Linked DNA regions of Sus scrofa: regions 1, 2, 4 and 5 are each linked to region 3. Evidence: chromatin contacts called from public HiChIP or PLAC-seq data. All regions are on one chromosome and are shown on one strand. The core of a region is the stretch at or near the end of the contact, and the rest is flanking DNA. Distances in the headings are between cores, read along the strand shown.

Evidence for each region. HiChIP or PLAC-seq counts read pairs in DNA pulled down with a chosen protein or histone mark.
Region 1: a contact with region 3 is called in an H3K27ac HiChIP or PLAC-seq map of skeletal muscle. The contact joins two enhancer-like sites. A contact is called at or near these places in 1 of 47 Hi-C or Micro-C datasets (embryonic fibroblasts) and 1 of 2 datasets of contacts at active chromatin or transcription factors (skeletal muscle).
Region 2: a contact with region 3 is called in an H3K27ac HiChIP or PLAC-seq map of skeletal muscle, with 9 times the contacts expected there. The contact joins two enhancer-like sites. A contact is called at or near these places in 1 of 47 Hi-C or Micro-C datasets (epiblast stem cells) and 1 of 2 datasets of contacts at active chromatin or transcription factors (skeletal muscle).
Region 4: an H3K27ac HiChIP or PLAC-seq map of skeletal muscle shows a contact between it and region 3. The contact joins two enhancer-like sites. A contact is called at or near these places in 1 of 47 Hi-C or Micro-C datasets (embryonic fibroblasts) and 1 of 2 datasets of contacts at active chromatin or transcription factors (skeletal muscle).
Region 5: an H3K27ac HiChIP or PLAC-seq map of skeletal muscle shows a contact between it and region 3. The contact joins two enhancer-like sites. A contact is called at or near these places in 1 of 47 Hi-C or Micro-C datasets (fetal heart ventricle) and 1 of 2 datasets of contacts at active chromatin or transcription factors (skeletal muscle).

What each region holds. Positions count from the first base shown.
Region 1 is chr1:28,136,459-28,139,158 of Sscrofa11.1, forward strand. The region is part of intron 3 of PDE7B (cAMP-specific 3',5'-cyclic phosphodiesterase 7B); the gene reads right to left. Among named protein-coding and RNA genes, the nearest start is that of MTFR2, 230 kb to the left of the region's middle. Within about 2 kb of position 1,388, at least 3 of the 83 cell types and tissues checked have an H3K27ac peak or open chromatin away from gene starts, as enhancers often do. A contact at or near this core is called in skeletal muscle, where this site is marked.
Region 2 is chr1:28,057,143-28,059,842 of Sscrofa11.1, forward strand. The region is part of intron 3 of PDE7B (cAMP-specific 3',5'-cyclic phosphodiesterase 7B); the gene reads right to left. Among named protein-coding and RNA genes, the nearest start is that of MTFR2, 150 kb to the left of the region's middle. Within about 2 kb of position 1,304, at least 9 of the 83 cell types and tissues checked have an H3K27ac peak or open chromatin away from gene starts, as enhancers often do. A contact at or near this core is called in skeletal muscle, where this site is marked.
Region 3 is chr1:28,533,275-28,535,974 of Sscrofa11.1, forward strand. No RefSeq gene overlaps it. Among named protein-coding and RNA genes, the nearest start is that of AHI1, 32 kb to the right of the region's middle. Within about 2 kb of position 1,442, at least 4 of the 83 cell types and tissues checked have an H3K27ac peak or open chromatin away from gene starts, as enhancers often do. A contact at or near this core is called in skeletal muscle, where this site is marked.
Region 4 is chr1:28,246,414-28,249,113 of Sscrofa11.1, forward strand. All of the region lies in intron 2 of PDE7B (cAMP-specific 3',5'-cyclic phosphodiesterase 7B), which reads right to left. Among named protein-coding and RNA genes, the nearest start is that of PDE7B, 180 kb to the right of the region's middle. Within about 2 kb of position 1,353, at least 25 of the 83 cell types and tissues checked have an H3K27ac peak or open chromatin away from gene starts, as enhancers often do. A contact at or near this core is called in skeletal muscle, where this site is marked.
Region 5 is chr1:28,093,399-28,096,098 of Sscrofa11.1, forward strand. The region is part of intron 3 of PDE7B (cAMP-specific 3',5'-cyclic phosphodiesterase 7B); the gene reads right to left. Among named protein-coding and RNA genes, the nearest start is that of MTFR2, 190 kb to the left of the region's middle. Within about 2 kb of position 1,388, at least 3 of the 83 cell types and tissues checked have an H3K27ac peak or open chromatin away from gene starts, as enhancers often do. A contact at or near this core is called in skeletal muscle, where this site is marked.

The sequences.
Region 1 (2,700 bases), core at 138-2,637, 400 kb before region 3:
TTCCTGAACATACTCTGTTAGGATTTCAGTGGTAAAATTAAAAGTTGCCAACTCTTGGACTAGGAACCATGAGGTTGTGGGTTCCATTCCTGGCCTTGCTCAGTGGGTTAAGGATCTGGCTTTGCCGCAAGCTGTGGTGTAAGTCGCAGATGCAGTTTGGATCTGATGTTGCTGTGGCTGTGGTGTAGGCCAGCGGCTGTAGCTCTGATTGGACCCCTAGCCTGGGAACCTCCATATGCACAGGTAAGGCCCTAAAAAGAAAAAAAAAAAAAAAAAAAAAACTGCCAACTCTTTCTTAAATGATGCAAGAACCCATTTTCCTTATCAGTCAGTGATGTTTCACTGTTGCCTGCTGTAACACTTGCCTTTGGTACAACTTTGATCACCCAACTCAAAGAATTTTAGGGGGTTCCTATTATGGCTCAGCAGTGATGAACCTTACTAGGATCCCTGAGGATGTGGGTTTGACCCCTGGCCCTGCTCAGTGGGTTAAGGATCTGGCGTTGCTGTGAGCTGTGGGTGTAGGTCACAGACATGGCTCGGATCCCACATTGCTGTGGCTGTGGCATAGGCTGGCAGCTACAGCTCCGACTGGACCCTAGACTGGGACTTTCATATGCTGTGGGTGTGGCCCTAAAAAGCCAAAAAAATTTTTTTTAATATGTTGTAAAAAAGTCCAGCAAGTGAAAAATTAAAGCTTATGTTGTTAAATTTTCAGTATTAATAATGAAAAAAAAATACTGCCAAAATCCTTTAGTTATTAGCTAATGCTATCAACAGAAAGGATTATTTAAGTGTTCCTCCCCCCACCCTGATACTTCCTATTTAAGTCTCTGAACTAAAAAGAATAATTGGATGAAATTTGCCTTTTATATGAAATGTGTAACATATTTCAGTTCTGTTTGAACAATTTAAATGACTTTATGATGACTATCAATTACTTCAAGGACTATTTGAGTGTTCTCAGGTTTTTCACTCCTATGCTAATAAATGGCTCTGGGCTACTACAGTTTTTAATAGTTTGGGGTCAGCATTTCGCAGGTTTTTAGAAGTCATTTTTCTTGTTTTCAGGGCAATTGGCTGTAGAAACCTATCCCTATCTTCAATTCTATTGCTTTAAATATTCTAGAGGCTCTAAGACCAGATGACCAAGCTGGCTGAGTTATATGTATTATGCTTGTAAGTAAGTAGGCTTAGAGTTAGTTATTGGAGATTTCTTTTAGAATGCACAGGTGAGAAGCCAGTTACCTTGTCTTTTTATTTTGGTTTATTTCCTGGTCTGTTCCGGATGATTGATTTCGCCCAAGGCCTGCCTGCCCAATACTTTCTACCCTCCCGTAGGTGCAGCGCGTGCAGGGGCGAGGCCAAGAGCTCTGGAGAGGATCTGAGCTGAAATTCTGGCTCTGTCATAACCCTACTGTGTGACATTGGGGAAGTTACTTGACCTTCCGAGCCTTACTTTCATCAATTGGAAAATGAGAATGAAAGTAAACACTCTCCCGAGTTATTGTGAGGGTAAAACGAGGCGTGAGCTATGATAATAGCTAATATTTATAGAGCATTTATTATGTGCCAGGTATGCAGTTAGCACTCAGAAATGGAAGCTCCTTTAGACATACCTGGCTTTGTGCCCTTACTAGTTGGACTTGACACAATTAATCCACTGACATCCTCACACACTTTTTTTCCCCAAGTGCCACAGAAAATAACAAGAAGGTAGAAGGGAGTGTATCAGAAAGAATCTACTGTGTAAGCCACTGGGTTAGAAATTTTACTTATATTGTATTATCTAATTATTTCAGTAGCCCTTTGATAAAGGACCTATTATCTCCACTATACAGATGAGAATAATGAAGGCCTAGACAGGTTGTTTTATACTTTTTTTTTTAACATGATAACAGAGAAAGCAACCATATAAGTGGAACAAATATAGTACAATTGAGAACTTGATTCTGTAAGAGTAAATTACAAGGTTGGTGTTGATCATCTAGTTAATTTCTTGTTTGTTAGCAAATCATCAATTGTTTTAAAGAGTTAAAATAATAAAATGTAAAACATTTGTCCACATATTAAAAATAGAGATATCAGATTCATTTTATTCTGCTTAACACAGATGTTCTCAGAGATCCTTGCATGAGTAAAAGGCTAAACTACTTTGTTTCAATCGTAATACATACTGAGGCTTGCTTTTGCTGCCAAAACTGTTCGCTGGTTTAGAAAATTTCCCCTAGGTCATTTAGAACTATTCCCAGAAAAGCTGAAAATGCCAAAAACCTGGTCAAAATTTTTTTCAAGCATTGCACCAAGTATGGAAGGAATCCGGGAATCAACAATGTATATTTATCTGGTCACAAGGCGAAGAGGGGTTATCCAGATGTCACTGACTCAGACTTGGGGTTTGTCACTGTCACAGTTGACAATTTCCCCCTTGCTCTCTTGCTAATTTCATGAACTGTGTGGTCAGTCATCCTACCTGTCCTCTATTTTCCATTTGATTACTTATTCTCAGGAAGAAAAGCACCAGGCAAAAATTTCTTTGGGGACTCCACCTTTTCAAAGGAAGGTGCAAATTAGATATAGTGAATTCATAATCCTATTTCCATCTTTAGACAGAAATATCATTCAGGCATTGGTCTGCTCTGTCACCTTGAGTCAGAAAACAGCTCTGTCTGGTTTATGTAGTTTTTGATAGCTCACACT
Region 2 (2,700 bases), core at 54-2,553, 480 kb before region 3:
TTGCCTGTGAGGTCTGAGGGAGAGGGAAGTATCAAGGATAATTCCTAGATTTATGGTGTTCATAACTGGATGATGGATTGTGCTAAGCACAGAAAAAGGAAATTCTAGAAGGACCAGATTTGGGGGGAGAAGTTCATGTGATCAACTCTGGCCACACTGAGTTTAAGTATTCCTGGGATTTCAAAGAAAAAATGTCAAGTAGGCAATCAGATATATGGTTCTGGACCCATAGGGAAAGTCTGGGATAGGGATATAAGTTTATAAATCAAATAAAACTATGGGCATGTGTAAAGACATGGGCATGTGTAAAACTATGGGCATGTGTAAAGACGCCTAGGAAGTGAAGTGATAAGTGAATAGGGCCTGGCATCAAGCTTTAAGCAACCCTAACATTTAGTATCTTGCTAGAACAGGAATCTATAAAGGAGAAGGGGCAGCGGTGGAGGTGGGAGGGAATCCAGAAGCTCATTTTGTCATGGAAGAGAGTAATTCAAGAGGGAGGGAATGGTTTTCAGAAGGATCTTGCTGAAAGCGTAAGTGACACGATGATTAAGAAAAGTACATGGGGTTTAGCTGAGCGACCATAGTGAGAAACAGAAGCAGAGTTCCTTGAGTATCACATGGAGTTGGGGAATTGGAAAGGTTTTATTAAGGAGCCTAATATTTAGGTAATCTTAAATAATAAGTAAATTTTTGAAAAGTAGCACTTTATAATGTTGGCTTGTAGTTGATCCAACTATGATCACTGAAATGAAGGGAAGAGATTTTTAGGAAAAAAAATCATACTGATTTTTAAGAAGAGCTATAATCCTTAAGATTTATGTTAATAACAAAGTATAATTTGAAAATTGAACAGAGGATAAAACAGTCCTGGTCATGAAAATGCCTGCAAATCTTTGCAAAATATAGTGATTCCCTGTCTAATCACTTCCTATACCTAAATATAGTTCAAAGAAAAAAAAAAAGTCTCATGGAAATCAGTGCCAAGGAAAGTATTCATTGGGAAGAAAAGGATGGGCACATTAATGAGAAGAAATATAACTAATAAGATAAAATACCAAGTCCCAATATCGCTCTTGTTTTTTTGAACTTTGAATAATTTGAGAGAAGCGTTTCAACGTATTGTTTGTTTTCATGTGCTTCTGAACTTCCTGATTCTGGCCGGGAACAAGGACAAACCTGCCAAAATACTGCAAGAAAAGATGTTGCTGATCCCGGGCAGGAAATACTCAAAGTCCCACGAGATAGCCTGTTCTTAGGAGACCTCCACACCAAGTCTGCTGACCTCAGAAGGACCATCAGGCCATCACACTCACTGTCAGAGCCTGTTCGGAACCAGGCAGTATTGGGGAGTTCCTCAATCCAGGCATCCATGCCAACATGGCACTTGGTGTTTTTATTAAGTCCAAGTGTTCATTTTGCGTTTGTTTTTCCGAAGGGAAACAGATGGCAAAAACTGGACTCAGCTGGGAAATGGTTGAATCCCTTATAATATATCCATGTTATAGGATGTCGTTTTGCTATTAAAACCAGTCTCTTATCCTTCCATAGTAATAGCTAACACTTATTGAGCATTTAGTGTATGCTAGGTAATGTTTGATGTACTTGTTATTAATTAACTCATTTAATCCTCTCAATAAAGCCCTTAGGTAAGTACTGTCATCAATATCATACCTGAGAGACAGAGGTGTTAAATTACTTTTCCAATTATGACACGGTCAATCAGTGTGAAGACAGATTTATAACCAGGGGGGCAGGCTCCACAGTCTGTGTTTTTAACTAACATGGTACAATCCCTGTTCAAATATCTTGATCCGAAGTTAGAGCCATGGTATACTGTGAAGGGAGGGGGCATTTAATAACTGTATCATAAAAAGAAATCGATAATATGAGAAACTATTTATTACCCCTATGAACTTAGTATTAACCATTCTGGGCTTCATTCAATCCTCTGTTCTGTTAAGTAGGGATAAAAATATCTGCCCTGTATACCTCATAGAAGCTAGGAATCAAATCACACGGATAAAAGTATTTTGTCAATCATTTTGTAATAAAGTTTTATTAATAAGAACATTCTTATTGATATTGCTATATAAATATTAACCATACATAATATACCACATAGTATATAAATTCTATATTGTATTTTATTTTATATATTTATATCGAATAAATGATATTATTGACATTGCTATATAATTCTAGGTCATTGTTAAATTCAAATTGGGGAACATTATTCTTTGACATGTAATTAAATGTGAATTAAGGGTGCTATAGTCCAATGTGCCTGTGACATACAGAGATTTAATAAAATTAAGCTTTTATACAATTGCAATATCATAGGTTAAATTATGCCCCCCATTCATATGGTGAACCTGCAACCTCTGAGTACCTCAGAATGTGACTATATTTCAAGATAGAGGAGGTGATTAATTTAAAATGAGGCCATTAGGATGGGCCCTAATTCAGTCTGGTTCGTGTTCTTATCAAAACAGGAAATCAGATAAAAGGAGATAGCAATTTTGCAGGTTTTGTTGTTGTTTCACCCCATATGTAGTTGCTGGGCCAGGGGTCTAATCTGAGCTGCAGCTGTGAGCTGCGCCCAAGCTGTGGCAATGCCAGATTGTTAACCCTCATCTCAGCAGTGACCTGAACCTCTGTAGAGACAATGCTGGAAGAAGATACCAATTTTGTGCGAGC
Region 3 (2,700 bases), core at 192-2,691:
CCTGTAATTCACTGGTCTATACAATCTAGCCAGGTGACAATATCCCCTGCTCTCCCACTTCCATAGTTTTGTTTACACATTATTTCCACTCAGCATAAAAATAAATTATCATATGGGATGAGCACGCCAAATTGTGAAACATAATCATGGTCTTCTTTTTGTGATTTTAACAACCATAATACTGATTTCAAGGAATTTTATTCTTTCCTTAAAAAGTTGGTAAGAATACACACATTCAGACAGAATCTCCCTTTAAAATTTGCCTCAAATATAAAAGAATTATCTAACTCTTCAAATACTTTCCTCTTCTTTCCTTGTTTTTCAAAGATGTCCATGTGCCTCCTCTCATTCTGAAAAAACCCTGCCATCCCACTAACTTGTTTAAATCTTATCTCCTTTCCTGATTACCTCAAGAGCAGGGTTTCTCAACCTTGCCACTACTGTTGATATTTGGGGATAGAGAATTCTCTGTTGGGGTGGGACCCTCCTTTGCATTGTAGGATATTTAGCAGCATCTCTGGCCTGCTCACACTAGATTCCAATAGCACCCCTTCCTCGTTTCTCCACCCCACCAGAAATGACGGCCAGAAATGTCTCCAGAACTTGTCAAATACCCTCGTGGGCAAAACAGCCCCTGATTGAGAACCACTGACCCATAAGACACCTACTTTCCTTTGGGCCAGAAGTAACATCGAGGGCCTCCTGTTACTTTGCCAGTGAAAAGCTTTCACCATAGCTCACTTTCTGTTTTCTCACCTCCCTTTTTTCCCTGAGTGAAGGATGAGAAAAACAGGAGATTTTAGAAATACAATAGATTAATCACATTGTCCTTTGTTTGGTTGAAGAAGAATTATTCAGCACAGCTGTTGTGTTAATATTTCCACAAAACCTGCTATGTATTAGAGGAGGGAAACAATTATACAGATTAATGTATTCTTGTTCTACTATCTCATTGGTTCCATGGTAAAGAAAATGAAAATCTCTCTTAAGAGCTTCCTAATGAAACCTGTGATTCACCCTTTCTCAATCAAGAATAGACCTCATAATCAAATGAATAAAAAAGTTTTTCAAAATGAACAGCAATGTTGCAATGAAGCAAAATCTAGAAACATGAAATACAAATAACCTGTGCTAACACTTGCATGCTGTTGGCTGCTGGTGTGCAGCCAAAATGTCACTGTCGTACTTGGAATGACTGAGAAGTGAAGTCAGCTCTTGATTTTCCAAACTAACAGACAAATATATCTGACCTAGAAGGTCATCAATCTTCATCCATAAACTCAGGTTGCGAGAAATTGTCTTCTTTGACTCAATTTAATTTCCATGTTAAACTCTGATGTTGCAGGAGGAGCAAAAGGTCGTGAAAATTCTATTCAATAAATTTAGAACTCTTCTCTCTCAAAACTCTACCTGGGAATTTTGCCACTTCTCTGGGTTTCTGTCAAAGCAGGGCCGGCCAGACTGGCTGTACCATGGAGGGAGAGAAGGAGGAGTACAAACGGAGGCCTGAGGGCTATAGTTCATCTCCCCGTCTAGCACCCTCACACCACACACCCCTGCCAGCTTCCCCTGGATCTACCCAGGCCTACCTAGGCATGGCAGTGCAGCCCACACACCACATAGTAGAGGCCAGAGAAGGTGCAGAAAGCTTCCTGGGTCCAGTCAGAGAACCTAAGAAAGATGCCCTCGCCAGGCCGCCAGCAGTTCAGAAACCCTCTGTCTAAGGCCCATCCATTTGTATTGCCATTACCCTCTCTCTTTCAATTTTCCCTTTCTTTCCTGTATATACTCTGGAGAATCTTTCCTTCTTCAGAAGCAAAAAGCAACCCTTACAAGTGGTATTTCATGCAAATAATTTGTCCACACCCAGAGGCGTGCCATCACTTTAAAGGTGTGGGTCTCTTTGGTTTCTTTATTTTGTTTCCTACCATGTCACAACCTTTCCCTAGGTTACTAAGCAAAAACATGCTTTGCAGCTTAAGTGGCAGGGTGTGGATTTAATAAGAAAAAAAATAGATTTAAATTTCTAAAAATATTAAAATCAAAATATTACATGTATTTATAGTCTTATTTGACTGTAAGTTTATATTTGATATTGAAGCGTCTATACAAGATAAAGCATGTAGTATATGGGTAATTCCAGTACGAGAATATAAAAATCCTAAGTCCTGAAGACCCCTGGTATTTATACCTAGGGAAGACATAGACATGTAATAAAAGTGAAAGTCTTAGACACTAATTTCATCTCTTGAGCTTCTAGGATTTCTCCCAGAACAGGACAAATTCAGGTCTTAGAGGGCGCTATTAGGATGGATTTTGCATCTTCTGCCAGGTGTCTGCTGTTTTCACCATAAGGCAAAGATCTTGGGAACTAATTAATCCTGTTCCCTCCACACCTAAAGCGGGATTTCTTCAAAATGACTTTATCCCTTAAGTTTCTTTGGCTACAAGCAACAAAAACCAATTCTAGCTAATTTAAGATTTTAAATAAGGTATTGACTTCAAGAGCTGAAAATTCCAGAGCTGGAATGGTTTCAGACAAATCTGTCTAGGACTTCATCTTTAAGGGTCTTGACATCCTCAGGTTCTCACCTGAGGCAGTGGCTTCCTCAACTGCTCACACAAAGGTCTAGATCTTTAATCCTGGGTCTTGTGCTAAACTTGCCTTGCAATCATGGGAACACAATCATACTCTGACAG
Region 4 (2,700 bases), core at 103-2,602, 290 kb before region 3:
TTCAGGCCAGGCAGACTACAGTGGAGTATAAGGATAGGACTTCTCAAATTCAGAAATTCCTTCTGTAGCATCACCTCCAAAAAACTCTAAGATGTTCCCAAATACTGGGGGGCACTTGTGCATGCCCCTGCTCTAGACAAGAGAGCACACTGTAAGTATTTTGTTAGTCATGCTCAGGAAGGCAGCATGTGTAGTGAGGAAAGCGCAGGTGGTGGAAACTTACAGACTAGGGTTAAAATTCAAGTCTATATCAGCTGCATGATCTTTGGCAAGTCATACCTCCTGAATGCTCAGTTTATTTATTGATAAAATGTCACTGATACCACTTCGCTTATACAGCTTTTGTACAATTAAGTAGATGTGAGTTGTCTTGCATAGTGTCTGGTCCAGCGTAGGCGTAAACAAAAGTTGATTCCCTTCACTACCTATTCACTTTGTTTCCACTCCTCTATTCCACATTACCTGATAACTGACTATTCTCAGAATCTAGAATGGGTAGGTACCATTAAATGCTTTTTGAGTAGAAAAGTAAACAAGTTACTGTCTGGATAGCATAGTGGTTATATTTTAAAGCCAGACTGCTTGGTTTAGAATTGGAATGCCACTTGCTCAGCTGTGTGACTTGGGGGAAACTGCCCAACTTCTCAGACCCTCAGTTTCCTAGGCAGTAAAATCAGGAGAATAGCAACCTTACAAGGTAGCTGTGAGGATGGAGCGAGGCTGTGCCCATCACATACTAAGGGCTCCTTGACTCTTAACTGTTCCTCTTCTTATAATCATTTTTATATTATGTAGAATGCAATTATCAGATCTATTGGACTCTACTGTGTAAAGCTGAGCTGAGGACAAAACACAAATTATATTTTCTTGCCAGGAGTATCCTTTAAAATATTTTCAAGAGCTAAGTTACAAACCCAAGATGTATAATAGCATTAGTGTCAGCATTAGAGATAAAATTTAGGATCAAAGTGAGGATGCTTAGGTGTGTTTTTCCCACTGTATATTTAATGATTATTTATTAAGCCTTCTCTATTGAAATTAGGACAAGGCCAAGGCAAGAGGAATGCCACTTTAGAGTGTTTGAGAATCTAAAACAACGTGCATTTCACATAATTCTGTCTTGTTTTACTTAATGTGTAAAAAGGAGATCTTGCTTTATTTTCCACATTATGTCTATTGCTGACTCAGGGCACAAAGAAGAAAAAATTGTGTAATTTGAGTTGAGAGAAATCATTTTTGCAGTTGTTCTTTAAAAAAAGAAAAAAAACCTCACATAATGAGCCAAAACTTGCCTAGAGATCTGTGTGCTTTGCTTCCATTGACGTCACTTGGAGGTTGTGTGGGCAGAAATTGGCTGACTTCCTCCACTGTGTCTTTGAAAACTGAACATATTGGAAAAAAATGCACCCTTTTAATCTCAAACTACAGTGAGGAGAATCATAAGCAATTTTCCTATTTACATCTAAACAAATACCTATAAAGCTCTGAGAGGCACATTCATAGGATAAACCTTCTCAGTGTCCAGTAAAGGAAGCAGTGTCTTATCTAAAAAGTGAATTGTAGGGTTTTACAGCCAAAGCTTCCCTAGAGATGAGCTTGTTCAAGTTCTCCATTTTTCAGATATGGAAACTGAAACTCAGAAAGATTCAGAAACATTCTCAAGGTCAGAAAGGGCCCAAGGCAGGATTAGAACCCAGGCATTCTGCTTTCTAGTTCTTTGTGGTTTAGGACAACTGGGCATATAATAATCAATGTTTCTCCACACTTATCTCTCTATATAAATCGCAAGCCCTGAAGTGACTGTCCTTGGAAACTAGGGGCTTTGTGTATTGCAAATATTACCAATTGCTGAAATACAACTGAGCATGATCCATGGGAGATGATGCTGCATATCAATATGGAGTCTGAGCCTTCCATGTGTCCTACTTCCATGGCTCAGAAAGACTGCCTTGTGGGGACAGGAAGAAGGCACCAGCCCCAATTTCAGCTCAGCTCTCCCTACCAAGTTTAGGTTTATTCCCGCAACGTTCTGGTCTCTACTCATTCAAGCATTCACCGAAAAATATTTATTAAACATCTACTATGAGCCTGGCTGAGAACTTCCAGTAAATGTAAACATATTCAAATTCAAAGTTTAAAGAATCGCTTAACAGAGATGTGTAATTCCTATTTCTCCCATCAAATAAAGACCCCATATAAACCAGTCAATTTCATTAATCATTCACCTCACATACACAGGAGAATATACAGATTTGCTTTGCTCCTGATTATTACCTATTATTTAACTGTTAGGGAGCATCAACACTGGAATAACTGTGAGAAGGCCCAATGTCAATCAAATATTCTATCAATTGGAACACTGAGTATGGAAGGCTACTCTATATGTGAAGACTTGGAAAAAATTATAGAGTAAGGAAATTATCTAAATATACATAGGAAAAAATAATTATTGTTACAGCTAAGAAATATTTAAGAATTTGGCTCCTAAAACAGGCAGCTAGTAGACATGACTGTCATGAAACAGGAGGAGAAAGACAAGGAGATACAGAAAAGGCAAAAAAAAAAATAAAAAATGAGGATGAAAACCAAAGACAACAAGCTAAATTAAAGATAACTGGGTGAGGGACTTCTGGGTGTGGCTCAGCAGTAACGAACCCAACTAGTGTTCATGAGGATGTGCACTGGGTTTTACTCCTGGCA
Region 5 (2,700 bases), core at 138-2,637, 440 kb before region 3:
TTTTCTTAAAATGGGCAACAAAGAAGAGAGGCAGAGAAGACAGCGTTGGAGAAGAAAACAGAGAGGAAAAATGACATAAATCAAATGGAAGTGAAAAGAATCAGTTCCTTCCTCCCTTAGAATAAGGACACGGTGAAGATCGGGGATTAGGACTTAGATTTAGAAACAATCCTTATTCAGGAAAAAAGCTCTGCAAAATGGTGATTAGCTAAGGAAAAAGGGGATAAATTAGACATTCATCTTTATCATTAGGTTTAAAACAGTCATTTTGATTCTAATTTATTCTAATTTTTCAGACTAATATTCTACATCTAAGTATGAGAATGTGTGGAGTTCCTGTTGTGGCGCAGCAGAAACGAATCTGACTAGGAACCATGAGATTGCGGGTTCGATCCCTGGCCTTGCTCAGTGGGTTAAGGATCTGCGTCGCTGTGAGCTGTAGTGTAGGTTGCAGACTTGGCTTGGGTCTGGCGTTGCTGTGGCTGTGGCTGTGGCAGGCACATATAGCTCTGATTAGACCCCCTAGCCTGGGAACCTCCGTATGCCGCTAAAAAAAAAGACAAAAGACAAAAAATAAATAAATACGAGGGTTTGAATTGTTCCTTAATGTTTTATTCAAATTCCCTGATTCCAAACTGTATTGTAAATTCTCAAGAGGAGGGGCTAATAACTTGTATTTTTTTGTATCCCTCTTGAAGCTTGGCAGAGGTCTAAGTTTTAGTATATGGGGAATGATCAATTTATAGTAGATACTTTCTGTAAAGGCATGTTCAATGTTCCTAAAATCATCATCACTATTTTCTTAATTGGAAAGTAAGATTTTAGCTTCTTATTTATGGAAGCAGTTCCTTTAATTTCAACTGTGAGGAGGTGAGAGCTAAGATCTTGAATGTGAAATAGTTATGAAAACTGAATGGTATGATTTGGGGGAGATTAATCAAGCGGACTTTAGGGCAGTATTCAAACAGCCACTATGTTCTTGGAGTTTACATAATTAAAACTTAGAAATTTATGCCTAGCGCCTTGGTTTTTTCTGCTCAAATCAGCAAAGCTACCACCTGCCCTTGCCAAAGTTGTCGTTCTGAGCTTGAATCAGTTTCAAATGACTGTGCCCTCCTGGCATGGCTCCACCAAAGCTCAGCTCTCCGCAGCTCGCACTTTGGCTCTGGTGCACAGAGGGGAACGTTTACATCTGCATAGCAAGTAGGAAGGTGCCTTTTGATTTCATGTCCAGGGATTTGATTAATTCTCCAGAACTGCACTGAGGAACTATGTTGAGATTGGAGCCAGTGATGAAGTCTGCATTCATTCTTCCACCTTCTCTCTGCTCAACCATGAGTCACTCTAACTCCTACCCTGTAAAGTTGCTATTAGACCACCTCTGGTCTGAAGCACAGGTCAGCTTGACATGTCAATGCTGACAACTGCTCAGGGTGGCTCATCCATAATTCATGCATTTGAAAAGTGGATTATGTGTATTTAGGTTGCTGACTTCCCGATCCTATTTCTGATACTTTCATACCAGAACCTAAAAGCCTTATGTTCTATTAAACTACTTCTTATGTAAATCAGTTTTTTTTTCTTTCAAATCAGTGTCCTCAATGGAATTCCTTTTAGTCTAATAGATATTTAAGGTCAATAGACATGGTTGAGTATGTTTTTCTCTGCATTCTGTAAAATACCATCTATGAAAATCCCTCTTCCCTATTTACAAATGAGTTGTCCATTTTGAACTGGGATAATTTTTACTGGTCCTATTCCTCTAAAAGCAATTAACCAGACATTCTTTTCCTTAGTTCCCTTTGCTTGTTGTTTCTCCTTGCTCCTGAGGTCCCAGGAAATAGACCTTGGAGATGGGATGGAGGCAGTCTTTATTCAACAAACATGTTGGTAATTCTGAATGTTTTTAGGTGTCTTTGGACATTTCAGGGAGAGGAGACGTTATATGATTTCAGGATGTCCTTTGTCTCCAGTTGAAGATCATCCAAACTTTGAAATCTCATGAGGAAATCTAGTGGTTTTCTTCAACACAACTAGAAGACATTGACCCTGCCAGTTTCATTAGGAAATGAGCTATTATGTTGATCTCCTTACAAAGCCCCTGGTTTCTGAGAAGTTTCTCTCCCTATGGCGCTTTGGAAAGGTCTGCTGCTTGTCAAGAGCGATCAATCTTGATTCCTAAAAAGTTGTGGTTGGAATTCTAATGGCAAAATGTTATGTATTGGCTTTTTGCATTAGTAAGTCTTAACCAGATATCATCCCAACAAAAAGGGTATCTAGACACGAAATTCAAGTAAAAAACTCAGTGATTCAACAGGTTTTTGATGTTAAGTGGCCATTCATACCATAAATAATTGACTACTCAAAAATGAGAACACAAGCCTCTCACACTTTAACTTATTTTAGCTAAGGGTTTAGTTGACAACCAAGTACTGGCAAATTCATTTTACTTTTGTGTGTATTTTGACCCAACCGAAACTTAAACTCCATTTCTCCACCCCAAATCAATCAGAGTATTTTGGCAATTGTATGATTAGAGCTATTTAGTCTCATTGTATAGACTGACGTACAATAGATGAAAATTTGGTTAAAAATTGTAAGCAAAGGGCACTTTCAAGATGGTATCACTGGAATTGCAAATGTAATTAGGCCAAAATTCTGTCCTATGACTTTTCTTCCCAGTTCATTTATGACAGAGTT